6 separate regions of the Mus musculus genome follow, and regions 1, 2, 3, 4 and 5 are each linked to region 6. The links are chromatin contacts, called in public promoter capture Hi-C maps. All regions are on one chromosome and are shown on one strand. Each heading gives the region's core, a stretch centred on a gene start, on an enhancer-like site or on the middle of the called end of the contact. The rest is flanking DNA. Distances are from core to core; before and after follow the strand shown. Region 1 holds the start of Kash5 (KASH domain containing 5). Region 2 holds the start of Pth2 (parathyroid hormone 2). Region 3 overlaps Slc6a16 (solute carrier family 6, member 16). Region 4 holds the start of Lin7b (lin-7 homolog B (C. elegans)). Region 5 holds the start of Kcnj11 (potassium inwardly rectifying channel, subfamily J, member 11). Region 6 holds the start of A030001D20Rik (RIKEN cDNA A030001D20 gene).

Region 1 (3,454 bases), core at 116-2,615, 430 kb before region 6:
AGGAGGCTGAGGCAGCAGGATCCAAGGTTTTGAGTAGAGTCTGGGCAATTTACTGAAGCCCTAGAGAGTCCCTGGAGGGTAGCTTAGTCGTTAAGAGGACTAACAGTTTACTCTTCCAGATAGATATGGGTTGGAATCCCACTACACACATGTGAACTCCTCCTCATCTGCAATTTTAGTTCAGAGGGATACAAAACCACCTGGTCTCCACAGGCACATACCTGACACACATACAAACATGCCGGCAAAATACTCAAAAACAAACAAACAAACAAAAAACCCCAACAACAACAAAAACCAAAAACACCCAAACAAAAGCCAGGCAGTGGTGGTGCACACCTTTAATCCCAGCACGTGGGAACCAGAAGCACACAGGCCAGCCTGGTCTACAGAGAGAGTTCCAGGACAGTCAATGCTACACAAAGAAACCCTGTCTCAAAACAAAAACACCTACCCTACCCACAAAAACAAAATAGATTAAGTGTTAGGTTTCAAAAGTTCTAGAAGATTGCAGTTGGGCACATCTGGGAGAGCTGTAATCCTAAAACTGGGGAATGAGGATCATGAGGTCGTGGCCAGCCTGGGCAGCACTTGGAGGGTCTGTCTCAAACAAAAATAGAAAACAAGCAACAAAAAGCAACCGGAAGTTTCAAGAGTCTGACAGGATTGCCGAAGTTGCCACTAGAATTTTCCTGAGGAAGCCGGTCACGGTGGCGCACGCCTTTAATCCCAGCGCTCGGGAGGCAGAGGCAGGAGGATTTCGGAGTTCGAGGCCAGCCTGGTCTACAGAGTGAGTTCCAGGTCAGCCAGGGCTACACAGAGAAACCTTGTCTCAAAACTTGGGGCGTTTTTGAAGGAGCTGGCAGGTGATGTTACCGGGGAACCTGCCATGAAAGTCGCCACAGGCAGGGCGTACCTGGAGTCGGGACTCAGTTGAGGGACACCAGCGACGAACGGCGGTTGCGAATGTCACGGAAGAGGCGTGTTCACACGCGCCTTTTCCCGCCAGAAATGCAAATGAGCCGGCCTCCTGCAAGTCCCGCCCTCTCAGGCTCTTGTACTCACGCAAGCGCACTCCGAGTGGATGGCGCCCGGGTCTCTCCTTACGAAGACCCTTGAGCTGGCGCATGCGTAGAGCTTCTCGGGAGGATAGGCTGGACCTGAGGATCGAGTGCATGCGCACTAGTGGGGCTAGCGGTGATGGCGCGATATTATCGGCAGCTTTCTTCTGCGGTACAAAAATCCTTTCCTTCTGCTTGACAAAATAGGGCCAAGCAGGAGAGAGTTCAACCGAAGGACTCCCTGTTCATCCTTTTCTTCTTGTCAGTCTTTGAACCAAGTTCTTTCTTTTGGGTCTGGCTCGCCCGCCACTGTCACAATGATGCGCAGTCTGGTCCAGCCTCACTTCCGCTCCATTCCCTCCCCCCCCCCCGCCCCCCGCATTAATAGGTACCCAAGCTGTTTTCCCAAACTATTATAGTTTCTACTTACTGCTTAGCTATGTAGCCCAGGATGGCTTCGGACTTGAAGCAATCACCCTGCCTCAGTCCATGCCTGTGGACTATTCGAACTTTTTTATTATTAAGGGTCCAACAGCCGGGCGTGGTGGTGCACGCCTTTAATCCCAGCACTTGGGAGGCAGAGGCAGGCAGATTTCTGAGTTCGAGGCCAGCCTGGTCTACAAAGTGAGTGCCAGGTCAGCCAGGGCTACACAGAGAAACCCTGTCTCGAAAAAGCCAAAAAAAAAAAAAAAAAAAAACCAAACCAAAAAAGAGTAAAGACACTTGCCACCCATCCCGGTGATCGATCTGAGAAGAATCCCCAGGACCCACATGGTGCAAGGAGGGCCCCTGAATTCCACATGCAGACCCTATCATGTTCACTTTCCTACCCCTTGCTGTTTAAAAACACATGCATGTAATGATAAGGACTGGGCATGTAGCTCAGGGGTACGGTGTTTGACTGAGGGTGCCCTCATTCAATCCCTAGGGCCTAGTGAATTGGGCAGGGTAGTGTACCAGTACTCGGGAGGTAGAGGCAAAAAGTGCAAGGTCTTTCTCACCTTACTGACCATCAGACCCTGTGTGTGCTGTTTAGTTTTTTGTTGCCTTGACAAAAGCCAGAGTCATCTGAAAACCTCAACTGAAAAGTTACCCTGTCAGTAGGCAAGCCTGTGGGGATATTTTCTTGGTTAATGAGTGATGTGGATGGCAGCCCACTGTGGGCAAGACCACCCCTGGGAAGGTGCTTCTGGGTTGTATGAAAAAAAACAAAACAAAACCCTGAGCAAGCTTCAGTTCCTCCTTCGAGCCCCTACCCTGCCTCTTCTCTGTGATGGACTGTGATCTATCACAAGATGAAATAGACTCCCCAAGTTGTTTTTGATCATGGTGCTCACCCCAAGTTGTTTTTGATCGTGGTGCTCACGCACCGCAGCAGTAGAAAGCAAACTAGGACGCCTGGTCTAGATGAAAGGTCTGCCGGGTGTTTTCAGGACAACTTGTGGTGCATTCTGGACCCTGTTAGCTTTGTCCCTATTATCAACATCCATTCCTGGGGCTGGAAACATAGACCACTGTTTAAGAGCAATGGATGTTTTTCCAGAACACCTGAGATGGATTCCCAGCATCCACATTGCAGGCCACTCAGGACACAGAAGCAGGGAGTTTGACTGGGCTTATCCCATACTGCCTCTGGGGTGGATGCTGGGCTGTAAGGAAGTGACATTGCTCCCAGGGTGGGAAAGCCAGAGCTCCTTCTGGGGTCCCAGGCCTGTGACAAGGCCAGGGTTGTGGGGTTCTCAGACTCTTGGAAATCCTGGCACGGCTGGGAGTCCTGGAAGAGCAGGGGCCTGAGGTCTGGGGACAGCATCTAGCCTGGAGCCTGGGGCAGGGGTTGGGGGAGAAGGGGAACTCCAGCTAGTCTCACAGGGATTATTGTCCTTATCTTGGTAAGGGAAGGAGGTTGTGACTGGGAGCGCAGAGAAGCCTTCTATGGGGGAGTGGGTTGTGGCTCTGAAGGTGAAGGCCTTCTTCATGGCTCCCACAGCAGATCTTGATGAAAAGAGACAGTCTATGATTCTAAACAGTTTATTGTCATGGCGGAAAATGGATGTGTAAAATCATACCTCAAACTCAGAAATCCGCCTGCCTTTGCCTCCCGAGTGCTGGGATTAATGGCATGCGCCACCATGCCCAGCTTGACACATTTATGTGCGAAGCATGGCATGTGTTCCAAGTCAGGAGTCTGTGGGTGGGGTGGGGGAGCAGGGAGTCGCCTAAGCCTCAGGTGTGCACAGAGTCTCTGGGTCTGAACTTGCTATGCCTAACTGAATTTCCTGGCATGGTTTTATGCCCCACGCATGTGGCAGCTCACAGGGTCTATAACTCCACCCCCAGCAGATCTGATTCCCTTTTCTGGTCTCCAGGCACAAATATGGTGCACAGACACACAT
Region 2 (3,491 bases), core at 324-2,823, 460 kb before region 6:
GACTGGAGATGCAGGAGTGAGTGAGTTGGGATGGGACAGGGTCATCCGGAGTCAAGGGGGCTCTTACCTGCTCGGTGGTATCAAAGACAACAGCAGGTGATCAGCGCTGAACAAAGAGATAGGCAGGGAGTGCAGCCGAATGGCGCTGGAAGGAACAGGCAGTAGGGTCCCAGAGGCACACAGGTGACAGGTGACGCACCTGACCCCCTCCCTGGGGAATCCTGAGAGCATAGCAACAGGCTGGGATTCTTAAAGGGACAGAGACATAGGATCTCATCGATAAGGTAGAAAAGGAAGTTAGAATTGGACCAAGCTGTGATCTCTTTGCAGTGAGGGTTTGGCATGGTGTGATGATACAGGCCTGGGATCCCTGCTCGCAGAAGGCACAGGCAAGAGGATTATGAGTTCAAAGCAAGCTTGGGTGACTTAGTGAGACCCAGGACAGCCTGAGCTACAGAAACTCTAAAACAAAAATAAAACCCAACCAGTCAAATATACACACACAGAACAAAACTATCAACCCAACAGACACAAAATCCAGCTGGGTGGTGGTGGAGCACACCTTTAATCCTAGCACTTGGGAGACAGAGGCCAGTGGATCTGGGTTCTAGGCCAGCCTGGCCTACAGAGCAAGTTCCAGGGCAGCCAGGGCTACACAGAGAAACCTTGTCCCAAAATACAAAGTAAGTAAAAATGAGTTCTATGTCCTCTCCCACTCCCCACTCAAATCTAAGGATCTGAGTCCCTGGTACCTTTTTAGTCTAACCTCACCAGGCCATACTGCTCTCTTCAGACTGAAGAATCCAGGAATCCAGGCTTTCGGAACATAGAAGTGGGGGGCCCTGTCTGGACCACCTTTCTGTTTGGGATTCCAAGTTTGGCTCCTCATCTCTGTGGAGGTAGGAATCCAGGGCCTGTTCCCTTGCCCATGATACGGGAAGAGGGTGTTGCTCTTTACCCCCACCCCACCCCTCTTTAAGACAGTCTTAATATGTAGCATACACAGGCCTCAAATCTGCAGTGGTTGTTTCTGCCTCCTGAGTGTACGGCACCATAGGGTGGCCTTGGGAGCCCCCTTGAAACATGCCAGGTATGAATGGTTGGCCCTAATCTTCACCATACCCCCATGTCCCTTGTAGGGAGGGAAAGACTTTTCCCAGTGGAAGCCCAGGGCCTCCTGTGTCCCATTTCACGGTGGTGACTTCACCTGTTTGCACACTACCACCGCCTGCCTCTCTCTCTGTCTCTGTCTCTCTCTGTCTCTCTTTCTCTCTGTCTCTCTCTTGTCCCTGGCTCTCTCCTGACCAGCTCCTTTCCACACCCTCTCTTCTCAGCCTTCCTCTCTTCCTTCTTGCTTTTCCCTTCCTAGGCATCTTGTCTTTGCCCTTCTGTCTGGAGGTTATTTCTTTTCTGTCTTTCTCCCTTGTGTCCCTCTGCTCTCTTTCCTGCCTCTCTCTTGTGTTCTCGACTTGTGCTCTGATGGTCCCCCTCTCCAGTCTCTATTTTTATCCCTCTGACACACCCCTTGTGTCCACCTCTCTGTCTGTACCACCACCCCCCCTTCTTCAGTACTAGCTCTGGGTCCCAATTAGTTGGTGTTGGCCACGGCAGCGCAGGGCCCCACCAGGCTTCTCATTACCGCTGGCGGCTCCTAATGAGCGTGGGGTGGAGTGACCCCGCGCCCCCAGCCCGGCCTGCGTCACTGCCGCCGCGGGGGCTGTGAGGGTATATAAAAGGGGCGTGAGCATAGCTGCCTGAGCCCACTGCACGGTAGGGGGTCCTGTAGGAGGCTGGTGGCAGGGTTGGATTGTGGGCCCTAGGCTTCTGGGCGGGATGATGACATTGAGATTCTGGCCCCTGTATCCACAGGTGATGGAGACCTGCCAGATGTCCAGGAGCCCCCGAGAGCGGCTGTTGCTGCTTTTGCTGCTGCTACTGCTTGTGCCCTGGGGCACTGGCCCTGCCTCAGGTGTTGCCCTGCCCCTCGCTGGTGTGTTCAGGTAGGTGTGAGGTCCCGGACACCCAAAGAAGGGAGGAGAGGACCCCCCGCCCCAAAGGAAGGCAAGATACCGCATGCGGGGAGTTGGGGAGGGCAGGGGTGCTTAGCGTCGGACTGCAGTGGGGACCCGCGGTGGCCTGTGGGGCCTAGCGCGCAATCACATCTCTCTTCCCCCAGCCTCCGCGCCCCGGGTCGTGCCTGGGCGGGCTTGGGTAGCCCCCTGTCTCGGCGCAGCCTGGCGCTAGCTGACGACGCGGCCTTTCGGGAGCGCGCGCGCCTGCTGGCCGCCCTGGAGCGCCGCCGCTGGCTGGACTCTTACATGCAGAAGCTGTTGCTACTGGACGCGCCCTGAGCCTAATAAAGAGCCTGTCGCACTGCGACTGCGCCTCTTTGCTGCGCCACTCTCTTGTGGGTGTGTGGGGAGGGGGCCCCACAGCCTCACTGCAACCGGGACCCTCCGCATCCTCGCTTCTCCGGGTTCCCTCTTGGGTCATCTGCCTCGAGACTCTTGTTCTCTCTGGATTCCCTCGCCCGTGGGTCCCTGATCCAGCTCTGTTTTGGTCCGGTTTTTTTTGGGGGGGGGGGAGGGATTATTCTTCCGAGACAGGGTTTCTCTGTGTAGCCCTGGCTGTCCTGGAACTCACTCTGTAGACCAGGCTGGCCTTGAGCTCGAGAGCTTCGCCTGCCTCTGCCTCCCAAGTGCTAGGATTAAAGGCAAGCGTCACCATATCCTGCTGGGTCGGGATTTCATAACCTTTTTGGGCCTCGTGTTTATCGGCCGGGGAGGGCTCCAGCAGTTCCGAGCTGGACCGCGGCAGGTGCCGGATAAGGAAACTAAGCAGAGCCCGCGGCTCGGGGAGGCGCAGTCCCCACCTGTTTATTCGGAGAGCCCGCGGAGCGAGCGGACCGCGCCCTGATTGGTCTGAAGAGGAGGGTGGGGTCCAGGAGACCGCCCTCCAAAATTTGCATTTTCTGGAGGCGGACCGAGCCCTCATTGGCTTTTATGCTGTGAGGGCGGAGTTGCCTCTTGCAGCTCCTGCTCGGTCTACCGCGCAGAAGCAGAAGCGGTTAGCAGGAGGCGCACACAGAAATCCGGGTTTCCGCGAGGCGACACTTAACGCCCCGAAATCCCGAGTTTTGACGGCTGTCTCCAGCCATCAAACCGCCTTAGAGCTTAGGATGCGGCCAAAGAGCTCACCCATCTCCAAACCCTTCCTCCGAAAAGGAGGACTTTTTTTGGACTACTACCCTCCAGCAGCCCCCTTCCCCTGCCGGCCAGCGCTGGCCTGTCCTTCCGCACAAGGACCTGCTCAGAACTAGTTCCATCCGCCGCTCCACACATGGCTGGAGTCTTGATCTCGAGTGTCTAGGCCTGCCTTTCTCAACCCCCTCCTGGGCACTGGGAAGAACTTTTGGGCTGGAGCCCCAGGCTGACCTCTGCATTTCTCAGAGGCCGCCCAGGCTGCCAGCCTGCCCTTCCTGACTCTCCTTC
Region 3 (3,052 bases), core at 489-2,988, 370 kb before region 6:
GGTGTGGGGGCCGGGATGTCATGGCTGAGGATGGAGCACAGAGGACAACTTTGTGGTGTCAGTTCTCCCCTGTCACCTTCAGGGCTCCAGGGAACATCGCAAGGCTTGTGTGGCAAGTCCTTTACCCACTGAGCTGGCTAGTGATGCAGACAGGATCTCTCTATGTAGCCCTGGCTGTCCTGGAAATCGTTTTGTAGACCAGGCTGGCCTTGAACTCAGAGATCTGCCTGCCTCTACCTCCCGAGTGCTGGGGTCAAAGATGTGTGCCACCACTGCAGGGCGTGCGTGCGTGTGTGTGTGTGTGTGTGTGTGTGTGTGTGTGTGTGTTTACCCCCCCCCCTTTATGAGATATTACATACATATAAAAGACACATAAAGCCAAATGTTCAGTGTAAAGCTCTGTGATGGTAAACAGCGCCCACATGAAGAACTATCCCCCCCAGAAGATGTTCTTTCTTCCTGAGAGTGTGCATGCCAGCAGAGGCCAGAAGAGAGTGCCAACTGGCTCCACATCACTCTACATTATTGCCCTGGGACAGGCTCTCTCTTCAAACTAGAAGCTCTCCATTTTGGTGAGACTGGCTGTCTAGCAAGTTCTAGGGACCTAGCTGTCTGCCCCCTGGGGCTGGGATTACAGGCCTGTGTGGCTAAGCAGTATTCCTGGGTGCTGGGGGTTGGGACTTGAGGTCCTCCTGCCTACAGAGCAGGTGCTCCCACCTGTAGGCCATCTCTCCAGCCACTCTGCATCTTCTCATTGCAATGTTTGTACTGGGCTTTCTGCCCTCTGGTCCACTTTAGCCACAGTTGGTTTTTAATGTGTATGGTTTTGCCTGCATGGATGTCTATGTGCCACTTCTGTTCCTGATACCTTTGGAGGCCAGGAGAGGGCAACAGAACCCCTGGAACCATCTCTCCAGCCGCTGTGGTCTTTATCTTTCCATCACCTTTGGACTAGTTTTCTCCTTTGTTGGCTAACCTTGTTAATTGGTTGTTTCATTGAACTTTGCTCTTGTTTTTAATATTCTCTTCCATGGGGGGGGGTGCTGGGGGGGGGCGGGGAGTGCTAGAGAGGTTACCCAGCAGCTGAGAGCACGGGTGCTGCTGCTTGTGCAGAAGACCCAAGGTGGGCTCCCAACCCTTGCATCTGGCCTCTCACAGGTACCTATCACTCCAGCTCTAGGAGGTCTGACACGCTCTGGAGTCTCTGGACACCTGCACTCATATACACTCATGTCCCTCACACGTGATTTAAAAATAATAAAAATAAATGTCGTTTTTTGAATCAAGTGGTTCTACTTGGCCTAAGACTTGCTATGTAGACCTGGCTTGCCTTAAACTTTCAAAAAATCTCCTGCCTCTGCCTCTGGCCACCCACACTGCAGTGGTTGGAGCTAGCCCAGGGCCTTGTGTGTGAAATGCAAGTACTTTATTTACACTGAGGTGCATTCTGGCCCCTTTAACTTTAAGACTATATTGATTTTTAGTGTTTAAGCTGCTTTTATTTTATTGTATGCGCATGAGTGTTTTGCCTGCATGTAGAACTCTGCATGCCTGGTGCCCCTAGGGGCCAGAGAGGGTGTCAGAGTCTGGAACTGAAGCATAGGGAGTTGAGAGCTGCCAGGTGGGTCCTGGGACCTGAAGTTGGGTCTTCTGGAAGAGCACCCAGTGATCTTAACTACTGAGCCATGTCTCTAGTCCTCTTTTGAAATATTGATTGATTTGTTGGTTGGTTGGTTTTTCTAAGATAGAGTCTCGCCATGTAGCCCTGGTTGTCCTGGGATTTACTGTGTAGGCAGGAACTCACTATGTAGACCAGGCTGTGCTCAGACTCATAGAGTTCCACCTGCCTCTGCCTGCTAAGTGCTGAAATTAAAGGAGCCTATCACCACCACCTCTCTCTCTCTTTCCCTCTCCCTCCCCCTTCTTCCCTCCTTTCCCCCCTCCCTCCTTTCTTCTCTCTCTCTTCCCCCCATCTCTCTCTCTCTTCCAGTCAAGGTTTTTCTGTGTTGCCCTGGCTACCTGGAACCTGCTCTGTCATCCAGGATGGCCTTGAACTCTGAAATCCACCTGCTTCTGCCTCCTGAATGGGGATTAAATGTGTGCACCCCACCCCCACCCCGGGCTTCTTTACTTATGTTAAGTTGAGAATACCCTTTGTGAGTAAACTGTGTTTGCATCATTTTACTCTCTCCCCTGCTTCTCTCTCTATGTCCCTCAAGACAAACATCAGACACTGGTTCTACAGCCATTGGCTACCTGTAGCTCTTCATCTAGGGGTGTGCCTGTGACCTTCCCTCCATTCCTGCTGACATATCTACTGGTGCAGTCTTTGTAAGTCTTGTGCAGGCAGCCATATAGTTGAGAATTCATGGGAGTAACATCTCTATCCTGTCAAGAAGACACTGTCACACAGAAGTCATCCTGGTCTGCTAGGCTCTCAAAATCTTCCCACCCTACTGTTTCCTAAGCCTTAAGAATAGTTGCGTCTCACCAAGTTTCCTTGGCCTTGAAGTTGTGATCTTTCTGACTCGGACTCCTCAAGACCCGAGATGATAGGCCTATAGCAGTAGACTTAGCTTAGCTATGAAGATCTTTAACAGGATTGAGGTGAGTTCTTCTGGACAGGAGATTTGGGAAGAGACTTTTTGGAACTAAAGTCTTGGTCTTGGGGATTATCAGAGTCAAAACTTGGGCTTCAAGTTATAGCTGAGGCTACCTTGTGTATACAGCCCATTAAAAACTTCAAATTTCCTCTTGTTTTGTTCGTTTGTTAAGCACCCGCGTGCCCATTCCCTGCTTCTCAGAAGAACTGGCAGCAAGCTTCTGCTTCACTGTGCTGCTGAAGGGGACTTCTCACTTCACTGCTGAATTTAAGATGGGAATCCCTGCCAGGCATGGCAACACCCTTTTAATCCCAGCAGAGACAGGGCTAGGGGCAGGGGCAGGGGTAGGGACAGGAGCAGAGGGGCAGAGGGGCAGAGGGGCAGAGAGGCAGAGACAGGTCTCTGTGAGTTTGAGGCCAGTCTGGTCTACATAGTGAGCTCTAGGACAA
Region 4 (3,208 bases), core at 335-2,834, 270 kb before region 6:
ACTGCCATCTTCTACACTGGGCTGCTATCCTAGCTAGGCTCTCTGAAGTCCTTGAGGGTCAGCAGTGTACCCCACAGTGCTGTCTCCAAAGGCTGTGTTCCCTGTGTAGAGGGAATGTGACCGTCCAGGGCTGCCTTACGGACACTACCAACCCCACTCACCACACCATTCACAGACAGCAGCTGGTCTCCCCTCTTGAGGCCACCATGGCGATCAGCCACGCCCCCAGGGATGACTCGAGAGATATAGATGGGTGAGTTCTGCTCCTTGCCACCCATGATGTTGAAGCCCAAACCCTCATCAGTCTTCGGTAGTTCCACGACCCTGGGATGTGCGTGGCCCTCACTGGCCGTGAAAGCAGCCACTGTGGCCTGGAAGAGAGAAGACGCCTCAATGAGAGAGACCCTCTTTGAGACATGGGCACTCCAGCCAGCGTAGCCGCAAAGATCAAGTAGGGGAACCCTGACACAGCTCAACAGGAGGCTACCCTATACTGACTCCGACCTGTGAGAACCCTTGCTTTCTTCCGAAAGTCAGGGAGAAGGGCATCCTTAGTACTTAACACCTGCCAATCTTGTTCTCAGACAAATGGAAACAAGTGCCCCCCCCACCTCGGGGGTGGGGTGGGGTGATAGGGATCAGGTGTAAATCTTGAGTCTGCAGGCAGTAATAAGTAATAAGCACTGCAGTTTGGAAAGGTGTCCCTGTTCACAACATCCAACAGGATTGCCTTTTAGGGTCATCTTACCGACAGGAAAGTGAGGCCAGTTTCCAAGCCTGTTGCTAGAGAGAATCTCATGTGCATTCAAGTTAAAAATGTGCAGTTATTTAAAGGGCATTATAAATAAATCTTCATAGGGTGGCACAGAGATGCGCTGATGTGAAGGAGGGCACTGCTTTCGTGGTCACCCAGAGCTACCGGAGCAGGAGCTTACCTTAGCTGTGGCATGAGCCCGCACCTCGGCGCTGCCAGTGATGTCCAGCGTGTCATAGAGCTGTTCATACACCTGGGAAGTCGGGGACACGGCAACGTCAGAGAGCTGCCAGTCCACAGCCCTGGACACCGGTGTCCTCGTCCGCTCGCCCGTCGCCGACCCCGCCGCAGAGTGCAAGGAAACTACAACTTATACAGAACCAAGATGCTCACCTCGCGGATGGCGGAGCAGAAGCGACTCTGCAGGACCCGCTGCAGGGCCTGCAGCTTCTGCGGGGGCAGCTCTCCGCTGCGCTGCAGCCGCTCCAGCAGCTCCACAGCCCGGGACACGTCTGCAGAAAGCGGCAGGGACCGCGAGAGCATACGCCGGCAGCAAGAAGGGCAATCGAGGTCAGACTGGAAGCGATCCACGTGCCTCGCGGGTCGCGGGGACCCCAACCCTGGGCGAGGTGTTGGTGGGGCGCTCCGCCCCAGACCCTCCCACGCCCTCAGACTGCAGGCCGCGCCCCGCCCACCCTAACTAGGTCCGCCCCCCAACCCCCGCATCTGCAAAGCCTGTCGCAACCCAACGGAGCCCAGAGCCCGGACTGGACCCTCGGAGCGCTTACCCCGCTCCAGCCCCAGCGGCTCCACCAGTGCAGCCATATCGCCTCTAATGCAAGCCACCCGCCCAGGCGCCAGCGAGGAGGTGCAATGCGAGGCCCCGCCCACCAGGTGCTGGCAAGGAGGTGGTGCATGAGGCCCTGCCCACACGGCAACCAACAGTTTCAGAGGGCCTGCCCTCACACTGACAGGAGGCGGTGCTGCGCAGGGTCCCGCCCACTCCGGAACTCTAGAGACCTTCCCCCTCTGGGTGTCTCGCTCCTACATCACTATCTGCTGCCCATCATAGGTCTATCCTAGCCGCGATCTTGTTACTCCGTTGGTGTGTCTGCCTTGCTCTTTACAGTATGTCTGTGCTTTTCTGGTAACTTCCCCTCATTTCTACAGAGGGGCGTGGGTTCTCAGGACTCCAGGGGCCTATAGAAGAGGATCGCTGTGACTTGGAAGACAGAAACACCTAACAAGAGCCTATTTCAAGAAAGCAGAAAAATAAAAGCTGAAGGGGTAACTCAGTCGAAGAGTGCTAACCTTGCAGGCTGAGATTCTAGGTCCTGCACCCTGCAGAGCATAAATCATACCTGTAATCCCAGCATTCAGAAGTGGAGGCAGGGTGATCGGAACAGTGCCCAAGGTCACCCTCAGTTACACTGAAGTCTTGTGGCTAGCCAAGTCTACGTAAGACTGACAAAACATACACACAGAGCCCGGTGGTCCACGTCTTTAATCTCAGCACTTCCAAGGTCAGTGATTTCCATAGTGAGACCCTGTCTAGACTAACCTAGACTCACACACTGAAAGAGAGGGGGGGGAGGGGAGGGGAGGGGAGAGAGGAGGAGAGGAGAGAGAAACTTGAATAAGACCTTTATAGTTTAGAGATGCTTGGAAGATAAAGTCAACAAGTTGTATGACCTGGGTCACCCCAGCAGCCACCCAGAGAGTAGCCAAGAGGCTAGGCAGTGGTGACGGCAAAACAGTGGTCTTGTGTTATAATTTGCATTTGGATCTGTGTCTCCATATAAACCCCTGAGAGTGTACAAGATGGTCAAATACCTATCTGAAGATCTCCAGGGAGACTGGATTTCAGAAGGGGCAGAAGGGCAGATAAGGCCCTGGAGACTGGTCCACTAACGTGGAGTGCTGCCTGTTTGGGTGAGAGGTGGAGTGGGGAGCACTGAGGTGGACAGGTTCTCATGGTGACTGTGTGGACTGCTTGCAGATATTCTCGATGTGGGGAGCCTGTAGTTAGGCTGGTGATGTGGCTCAGCAGAGCACTTGCCTAGCAAATCGAAAGCCTTGGGTTCCACCTGCAGCACTGTATAACCCTGGTGCTCGGCTGGAATCCTACGCTGTGGGGGCAGTAAGATCATTAGTTGGTGGCGAACTTAGGTTACAGGAGATGCTGGATGGGGGAGGGGGGGACCAAAAGCAAGCAAACAAACCGAATGACCACTTAATTTTTTTTTAAGATTTATTTATTATTATACATAAGTACACTGTAGCAGTCTTCAGATGCACCAGCAGAGAGCATCAGATCTCATTAGGCATGGTTGTGAGCCAACCATGTGGTTGCTGGGATTTGAACTCAGGACCTTAGGAAGAACAGTCGGTGTTCTTAACCATTGAGCCATCTCTCCAGCTCCCCCGAATGACCACTTAAGCCTGTGATGTCTG
Region 5 (3,433 bases), core at 858-3,357, 460 kb after region 6:
CTGCCTCACACAAGCCTGCCTTATGGAGGTGAGCCTAGGTAGACTTATCCCGCCGTGTCTGTGTGGGCTCCTCAGCTCCCATGCTCTGACACCCACCTTCCTCCCTGGCTGGCAGGATACTTCAGCATGGCACGAACAGGGCTGGGGCCTGGCCAGGTATTTCTTAGTGGCTACAGAAACAACAATAGGCTGCCAACTTGGGGGGTTGCTTTTGCCCAATTACCTGTCTGCTTGTGGCAAGATGAATCATGGAGGGCCAAGACGGGCTTTGAGACCTTAGCTTTAGAGGCCCTGAACCTTCTGTGGTCTCCCCACCGTTGGGCAGGGACACAGGGGTAAACCAGTCCCGAGCTGAGCCTGGGAGGAGCAGGAACAAAAATAACCCGGTACAGGCTCCTGCTGGGGCCAGAAATAGCATAGTGACAAGTATCTTGTAACACCCCAGACACACAGCAGCGGGGAGGCTGAGCCGAGCAGGGTCTTGTCCCACACCAGACCCTCGTCTGGCCAAGAGGCTCGCACCCCACCACTCTACATACCATACTTCACTTTCCACGTGCCCACACAAGTGAGTGGGGGCCTGAGGAACTGCAACTCAGGACAAGGAATCTGGAGAGATGCTAAACTTGGGCTTGGCCTTCGCCACAGCCACACTGCGCTTGCGCAGGGGCCCCCGCGACGAGGCGAGGGTCAGGGCATCCAGCAGACTGCGGTCCTCATCAAGCTGGCGGGCTGTGCAGAGTGGTGTGGGCACTTTAATGGTGTTACCAAATTTGGAGTAGTCCACAGAATAGCGGCCGTCCTCCTCGGCCACAATGGGGACAAAGCGCTGCCCCCATAGAATCTCGTCAGCTAGGTAGGAGGTGCGGGCCTGGGTGGTGATGCCCGTGGTTTCTACCACGCCTTCCAAGATGACAATGATCTCCAGGTCCTGGTGGTGGTGCAGGTCACTAGGAGCCAGGTCGTAGAGCGGGCTGTTGGAGTCGATGACGTGGTAGATGATGAGTGGGGCCACCAGGAAGATGCCGTTACCACCCACGCCATTCTCCATGGGGATGTCTACCTGGTGGAGAGGCACAACTTCGCCCTCGGGGCTGGTGGTCTTGCGCACCACCTGCATGTGGATGGTGGCGCTAATGATCATGCTCTTTCGGAGGTCCCCTACGCGCAGCATGAAGCACAGGCGGCCATGGCGCAGGGTGATCACAGCATGCTTGCTGAAGATGAGGGTTTCTGCCCGCCGATGGGCCTGGGCCGTTTTCATGAAGATGCAGCCCAGCATGATGGCGTTGATCATCAGCCCGACGATATTCTGCACAATGAGAATGAGGATGGCCAGGGGACATTCCTCTGTCACCATGCGCCCGCCGAAACCAATGGTCACCTGGACCTCGATGGAGAAAAGGAAGGCAGATGAAAAGGAGTGGATGCTTGTGACGCAGGGCACATTGGTGCCCTCTCCGGGGGCCAGGTCACCGTGGGCGAAGGCGATGAGCCACCAGACCATGGCAAAGAGCAGCCAGCTGCACAGGAAGGACATGGTGAAAATGAGCAGAGTGTGTGGCCATTTGAGGTCCACCAGCGTGGTGAACACATCCTGCAGGAAGCGGCCCTGCTCTCGAATGTTCTTGTGGGCGACGTTGCAGTTGCCTTTCTTGGACACGAAGCGGGCCCTCCTCTCTCGAGTACGGTACCTGGGCTCTGCAGGGTCCTCTGCCAGCCGGGTCAGCACATATTCCTCAGGGATAATGCCCTTTCGGGACAGCATGGCTCCGTTGGCCCCGGGAAGGGGTTTCCCCCATGGGGGGAGGCACTACACTGGCTTGGCCTAGGGCCTCTTTGTGGGGTCCCCCTCTCTGAGCCCTCTCCTCAGGTTACCCTAAGCTTGTACCAACCTCTAGGCTGGTATGCCCCTCAGCTGGGTTCTGCTTCTCTTTATACTACTAGCCTCAGATGCCGGCTCCACCTGCTCATTGCTTACTGAGCCCCCAACCCAGCTTGTGCTCTACCCGCTCAGCTCTCCTCCACCGCCCCAGGACCCCCCTCTAACTCCCTTTCCCTGGCCCAGCCTTTCTTCTCAAACCACCTCAGAACTTGTCACCTCCGGGTCTCCCAACTTACCAGCCCTCACTCGACCCCCCCCTCAGCACCCCCCCCCCCGCGCTCTTCTCTGACCTCACCCACTTCTGTCCCCGGTCCCCTCCAAGGACCAGCCTTACTTCTTGACCCAGTCTCCTCTCCAGGTGTGCCCCGGATTTCCCATCCCACCCCTCCCCTGGCTCCCTCGCCGCTCTCCCGTTCCTTCTCTAGCCCTTGTCCTCTAGTCTCCTTGGGATCCGGTGCCCTTCGAGTCACCCCGCAACCGTCTACGCTCTGGATCCCCTCGCCCCCCGCCGCCCAGACCCCAGTGGCTCCGCGTCGCGGCCTCCCTGCTGCCCTGCCGCCCGCCCGCAGCCCCCGCCGCCGCTCCGTTCCCACCCCGCCTGTCGCCGCCGCACCTGCTCGTGCTGCTCAAGCAGCGGCCACCTCCCTGCCCCCTCCCACTCCGGGTTGCTCACTCCCGGCCGGCTTCCCTGGCGTGTGTCTGTGAGCCCGTCCTCAGGCACCGACCCGTGCGCGGTGGGGGTGGGAGGCTGCGGGCGGGGGGCTCCCGAGAGCGAGTGCAGCCTCCGCCGCCAGAGGGCGCCAGATCGGCTCCTGAGAGGTAGAGGTGGGCCTAGACGCAAGCCCCGCCCACAGAGGATTCTCGTCCCGCCCTTGCCTGCTCACTGTCCTCAGCCAGGCCATGGGGCTTCAAACTGAGGATGGCTCTGAAGAAGTTGCTTTTGTGGAATTCTCTTAGGTTGGTTCAGCGGCCCCTATACCCCTGACTTCTATTTTTGCCCGGTCCATAGTTAAGTCTTACCTGCCTCTTACACAGCACTTGATACCCAGGGAAAGAAGGCAGCGAAAGGTTACATCATCAACGCAGGGGCAGGGGTGAGAGAAATATTAGTCTCAGAACTTCTCAACCGACGATTCTTCTTCCCTTTGAGGATTATTTTTGATCCTACATCTATTTATTTACTTATTTGTTTATTTATTTGCTTATTTACCTATTCAAGACAGGATTTCTTATAGCCCAGGATGGCTTCAAACTTGGCATGTAGCAGAGTATGACCTTGAACTTCTGCCTCCACTCCCAGAGTTCTGGGATTGCAAGTGCACCGCAAGGCCCTGGCTACCGTCCCTGAGTTTTAAGAGGGTTTGTTCTGCCAGTGTCTGCTTTGCACCCTGTAGACCTTCAGACTGGTTTCTTCCCTTTAGCCCTGGGTGTGTGTGTGTGTGTGTGTGTGTGTGTGTGTGTGTGTGTGTGTGTGTGTGAGAGAGAGAGAGAGAGAGAGAGAGAGAGAGAGAGAGAGAGAGAGAGAGTTTGGGCCTGAGCAGCTGATTC
Region 6 (3,206 bases), core at 602-3,101:
GCTTTGTATGACTTTGACTTTTGAATCTCTATCCCGGCTCTGTGTACTCAGCCTCTCTGTGACCCCGAGTCATCTCCAGCCCGTGAGATGACTTAGACACCATGACGGGCCACTGGCAGCCGCAGAAGTCGGTGTCAAGAGTGACTGAACATGGATGCTGAATGCTTCTGACTCCGAACTTGCTAGAAAGAGTTTTCTATGCTCCATTTCTTAGATGCGTTGAGTCAGAATTCTGGTTTGAGACAGAGGAAAATGCTGGTTATCATTCGTTGGTTGCATGATGGGAACGGTGATGATAATGTCAACAAACACCCCCCATTCAAAGTAGATTATCAATAGTTTTCTTCAGATGAGAAAACTGAATCAGGTAGCTCACATTTGTTTGTTTGTTTGTTTGGTCTTGCTGTGTAGCTCTGGTTGACCTGGAATTCACTAGTCTGGCCTTGAGCTCACAAATGAGTCACCTACCCCTGTCTTCTGAGTTGCTGGGACTAAAGGTGGTCACGAGCACACTAGGCCTCTACTTTTGTCTGCACGTGTATATATGTGCACCATGACCATGACGTGCCAGAAGTGGAGGGCAGCTCTTCTGAAATGGGACTTACAGGCCACGTAGGTGCTGGGAAGCAAACTAGTTCTCAGCTGGGTCCTCTGCAAGAGCAGCAATTGTTCTTAACTGCTAAGCCTTCACCCCAGGCCCTTCACTTCACTGATTTCTATCTTATTACAGTACTGGGGATTGAACCCAGAGAGTTGCATATGCCAGGCAAACACTGCCGCTGACCTGCATCTCCAAGACCCCTTTTTACTTTTTAATTTTGAGATAAGAGTTTCACCATGTTTCCCAACCTGGCCTTGTACTTTGAATCCTCTTGCCTCAACCTCCTAAGAAACTGGGATGGCTGGCCTGCCCTATGGGACCCAGCTGTGACCACAGACGTCTAACTTGGGGACTTCCCCTAGGCTTCATGGAGCAGCTTACGGACTGACTACCCCACCCTGACTCCAGCTCAGCTCCACCATCTCCTCAGCCACTACCAGTTGGGTCCTGGCCGTGGTCCCCCACCAGCCTGGGACCCACCACCTGCAGAGCGGGATGCTGTGGACACAGGTGTGCAGATCCGGGCTAACGAACATTGAGATGTCTTCTTTATTTGAGACCTAAGAGTCCCTGTTCCCAGCCCTTCCCACTTTCAGTTCCCAGGGTTCAGATGCCCTCTCTGAAGGGCTTAAAGACTGGCTGCAATTATAACAGTAGCAGGGCTTGCTTACTTTGCGGTCCCCTTCAGTAAGTTAAGAAGAGTTCAAACATTTCATTGTTTTTTTTACTTAGACTTAATCTCTTAGCCTCGTCTCTCCACATCTCTTGCCCTAACCCAACTAACAGAGGGATAGGTTTCTCAATCCTCAGAAATCTCCCAAGGTTCCCCAGCCCATCCTCAAGGTTCCAGGGTACCTGGGACCCTATTTTCCTGGTAATGGGCCTTTTTTCCCTAGTTTTCTTGGCTTTTCAAGATAGGATTTCTCTCTGTAGCCCTGGCTGTCTTGTAACTCTGTAGATCAGGCTGGCCTCGAACTCAAAGAGATCCACCTGCCTCTGCCTCCAGAGTGCCGGGATTATGTGTCACCTCCTCCCCCCTCCCCACACACACGTTTTAGCTAAAATTCCCGTCATCCTTTGAAACACAGGGAACCCAGTCTCATCGTTTCTTACTTAAGGAGATAGACCACCTCACACTCATGCTGAGTTTTTAATTCGGTTTTCCTCGTACTCACAGGGGATATCTTTGAAAGTTTTTCCTCGCACCCTCCGCTCATCCTGCCCCTGGGCAGCTCACGCCTGCGCCTCACCGGCCCTGTGACAGATGACGCATTGCATAGAGAACTGCGCAGGCTCCGTCGCCTCCTCTGGGATCTTGAACAGCAGGAGCTGCCAGCCAATCATCGCCATGGACCCCCGGTGGCTTCGACACCTTGAAAACCAATGAGAAAGGAACGCGCGCAGCTTGAAACTGCATCGCTTCTTAAAAGGGAGCCCGCCTGGGCGTAGAGCATTTTGGGAGTTGTAGTTTTCCCTGCGTAGACGGCTGAGAGTTTGAGTTGTTGGGTTGGTAGACGATGGGACAGTGGGAAGATGGGCTTGGGATGTGAATGCCAAGAAGTAATAAAAATATCTGTGGTATTGACCTCACTTGTCAAGATTTGGGGGCCTTAGCAAAGATTTTTTTTTAAGGTGCCAGGGACTGTGCTTGGAACGTTGGGCGTCTGCCGAGTTTGGGGAGATATTTCTAGCCATGGCCTCAGCTTGCCCTCTAGCACGAAATGTGACCCTGTAGTACTGAGCACTGTCACACAACTCGGAACACAGCCTGGACCATGTTCTTCTGAATATCAGACCCCATGTACTACCAGTGAGAACAGGTCATCACCATCTCCCTCTTACCTACAAAGTCCAAACTTTAGCTTTCTCCCCCCAGTCCTTCCGATGCTGTCTGCCTACTGTGCACACCGCTGACTTCCAACACCCAGCACCTCTCGGGTACTAGTCCTATTCCATCAGATCCAAGAATGCAAACCTCAGCTCTCCTCTCCCATACCAGAGGCCTAAGACTCCGTCCACCACCCTCAGACCCAGAGTCCTGACTTCTGCCCCCTTCCTTTTTAGAACTAGGAGTCTGGGCCTCATGTTTGAACTTTCCCCTCCTCTGAACTTGACTCCTACTGCTGTGTCAGGAAAAAAAGAACCAACAGGTGGCACCTGCCGGCAGGGTCTGAACACGACCACCTGCCGCTGTTGCTCACCCGGGTCCCTCTCTCTGCACCTGCTCCTGTCTGTCGCCAGTGACCGCTCCACCCAACCCACAGCTCGGGACTCGGGGGAGGAGATAGTAAGGGAACCCTCGAAGTGAGCCAGGCCGGTCCTCACGGCGTGTGTGTCCCGCCCCTTTTCTGGGTCCTTGCAGGGCTTCTGATCCAAGGCTCGCTCTCTTGACTCCCACTCGCCCTAGAAAGGGGAGTCGAGGGCGGCCCAAGGCTTGTGGGGTGGAGCCTAAGGTCTCCAGCCTAATCCGGGAGACTCCACCCGCTTCAAGGCACAGCTGAGTAGCTGAGAGGAGCCTACCTGGTGAGAAGCCCCTGGGGTAGATATGGGGATTTTTTTTTTTCATTTTACCCTTCATTCTCCGTTCTGGTTCCCCCTTCTGGTC

The links. Promoter capture Hi-C pulls out the DNA fragments that hold promoters and counts their contacts.
Region 1: a contact with region 6 is called in a promoter capture Hi-C map of liver. The contact joins the promoter of Kash5 here to the promoter of A030001D20Rik in region 6. A contact is called at or near these places in 6 of 39 promoter capture datasets (the C10 cell line, cranial neural crest, embryonic stem cells and 2 more), 3 of 115 datasets of contacts at active chromatin or transcription factors (embryonic stem cells, microglia and pancreatic cancer cells) and 3 of 9 other capture datasets (adipose tissue, macrophages and pancreatic islet).
Region 2: a contact with region 6 is called in a promoter capture Hi-C map of liver. The contact joins the promoter of Pth2 here to the promoter of A030001D20Rik in region 6. A contact is called at or near these places in 6 of 39 promoter capture datasets (the C10 cell line, cranial neural crest, embryonic stem cells and 2 more), 1 of 115 datasets of contacts at active chromatin or transcription factors (microglia) and 1 of 9 other capture datasets (pancreatic islet).
Region 3: a promoter capture Hi-C map of liver shows a contact between it and region 6, with 2.4 times the contacts expected there. The contact joins the enhancer-like site here to the promoter of A030001D20Rik in region 6. A contact is called at or near these places in 6 of 39 promoter capture datasets (the HPC-7 cell line, cranial neural crest, embryonic stem cells and 2 more), 3 of 484 Hi-C or Micro-C datasets (all in the G1E-ER4 cell line) and 2 of 9 other capture datasets (macrophages and pancreatic islet).
Region 4: a promoter capture Hi-C map of liver shows a contact between it and region 6, with 4 times the contacts expected there. The contact joins the promoter of Lin7b here to the promoter of A030001D20Rik in region 6. A contact is called at or near these places in 9 of 39 promoter capture datasets (the C10 cell line, cranial neural crest, embryonic stem cells and 5 more), 1 of 484 Hi-C or Micro-C datasets (embryonic stem cells), 2 of 115 datasets of contacts at active chromatin or transcription factors (embryonic stem cells and pancreatic cancer cells) and 4 of 9 other capture datasets (adipose tissue, liver, macrophages and 1 more).
Region 5: a promoter capture Hi-C map of hippocampal neurons shows a contact between it and region 6, with 2.5 times the contacts expected there. The contact joins the promoter of Kcnj11 here to the promoter of A030001D20Rik in region 6. A contact is called at or near these places in 1 of 39 promoter capture datasets (hippocampal neurons) and 1 of 9 other capture datasets (adipose tissue).

Annotation. Positions count from the first base shown.
Region 1 is chr7:45,203,527-45,206,980 of GRCm38.p6, forward strand. Kash5 (KASH domain containing 5) reads right to left here and starts at 1,366. Exons shown (of 20, transcript NM_201374.2): 1 at 1,066-1,366. The coding sequence starts at 1,177.
Region 2 is chr7:45,179,422-45,182,912 of GRCm38.p6, forward strand. Pth2 (parathyroid hormone 2) reads left to right here and starts at 1,574. Exons shown (of 3, transcript NM_053256.2): 1 at 1,574-1,770; 2 at 1,870-2,000; 3 at 2,177-2,417. The coding sequence starts at 1,873. The coding sequence ends at 2,351. It overlaps Gfy (golgi-associated olfactory signaling regulator), which reads right to left and starts at 176. Exons shown (of 5, transcript NM_001195255.1): 1 at 68-176.
Region 3 is chr7:45,263,638-45,266,689 of GRCm38.p6, forward strand. All of the region lies in intron 8 of Slc6a16 (solute carrier family 6, member 16), which reads left to right. Among named protein-coding and RNA genes, the nearest start is that of Gm23585, 11 kb to the left of the region's middle. Within about 2 kb of position 1,739, at least 3 of the 459 cell types and tissues checked have an H3K27ac peak or open chromatin away from gene starts, as enhancers often do. A contact at or near this core is called in liver, where this site is marked.
Region 4 is chr7:45,368,980-45,372,187 of GRCm38.p6, forward strand. Lin7b (lin-7 homolog B (C. elegans)) reads right to left here and starts at 1,585. Exons shown (of 6, transcript NM_011698.1): 1 at 1,543-1,585; 2 at 1,148-1,266; 3 at 936-1,007; 4 at 162-371. The coding sequence starts at 1,579.
Region 5 is chr7:46,098,130-46,101,562 of GRCm38.p6, forward strand. Kcnj11 (potassium inwardly rectifying channel, subfamily J, member 11) reads right to left here and starts at 2,108. Exons shown (of 1, transcript NM_010602.3): 1 at 1-2,108. The coding sequence starts at 1,768. The coding sequence ends at 596.
Region 6 is chr7:45,636,907-45,640,112 of GRCm38.p6, forward strand. A030001D20Rik (RIKEN cDNA A030001D20 gene) reads right to left here and starts at 1,852. Exons shown (of 2, transcript NR_152217.1): 1 at 1,777-1,852; 2 at 1-232. It overlaps Rasip1 (Ras interacting protein 1), which reads left to right. Exons shown (of 12, transcript NM_028544.1): 11 at 964-1,111; 12 at 1,779-2,186. The coding sequence ends at 1,978. It overlaps Mamstr (MEF2 activating motif and SAP domain containing transcriptional regulator), which reads left to right and starts at 3,071. Exons shown (of 10, transcript NM_172418.2): 1 at 3,071-3,124.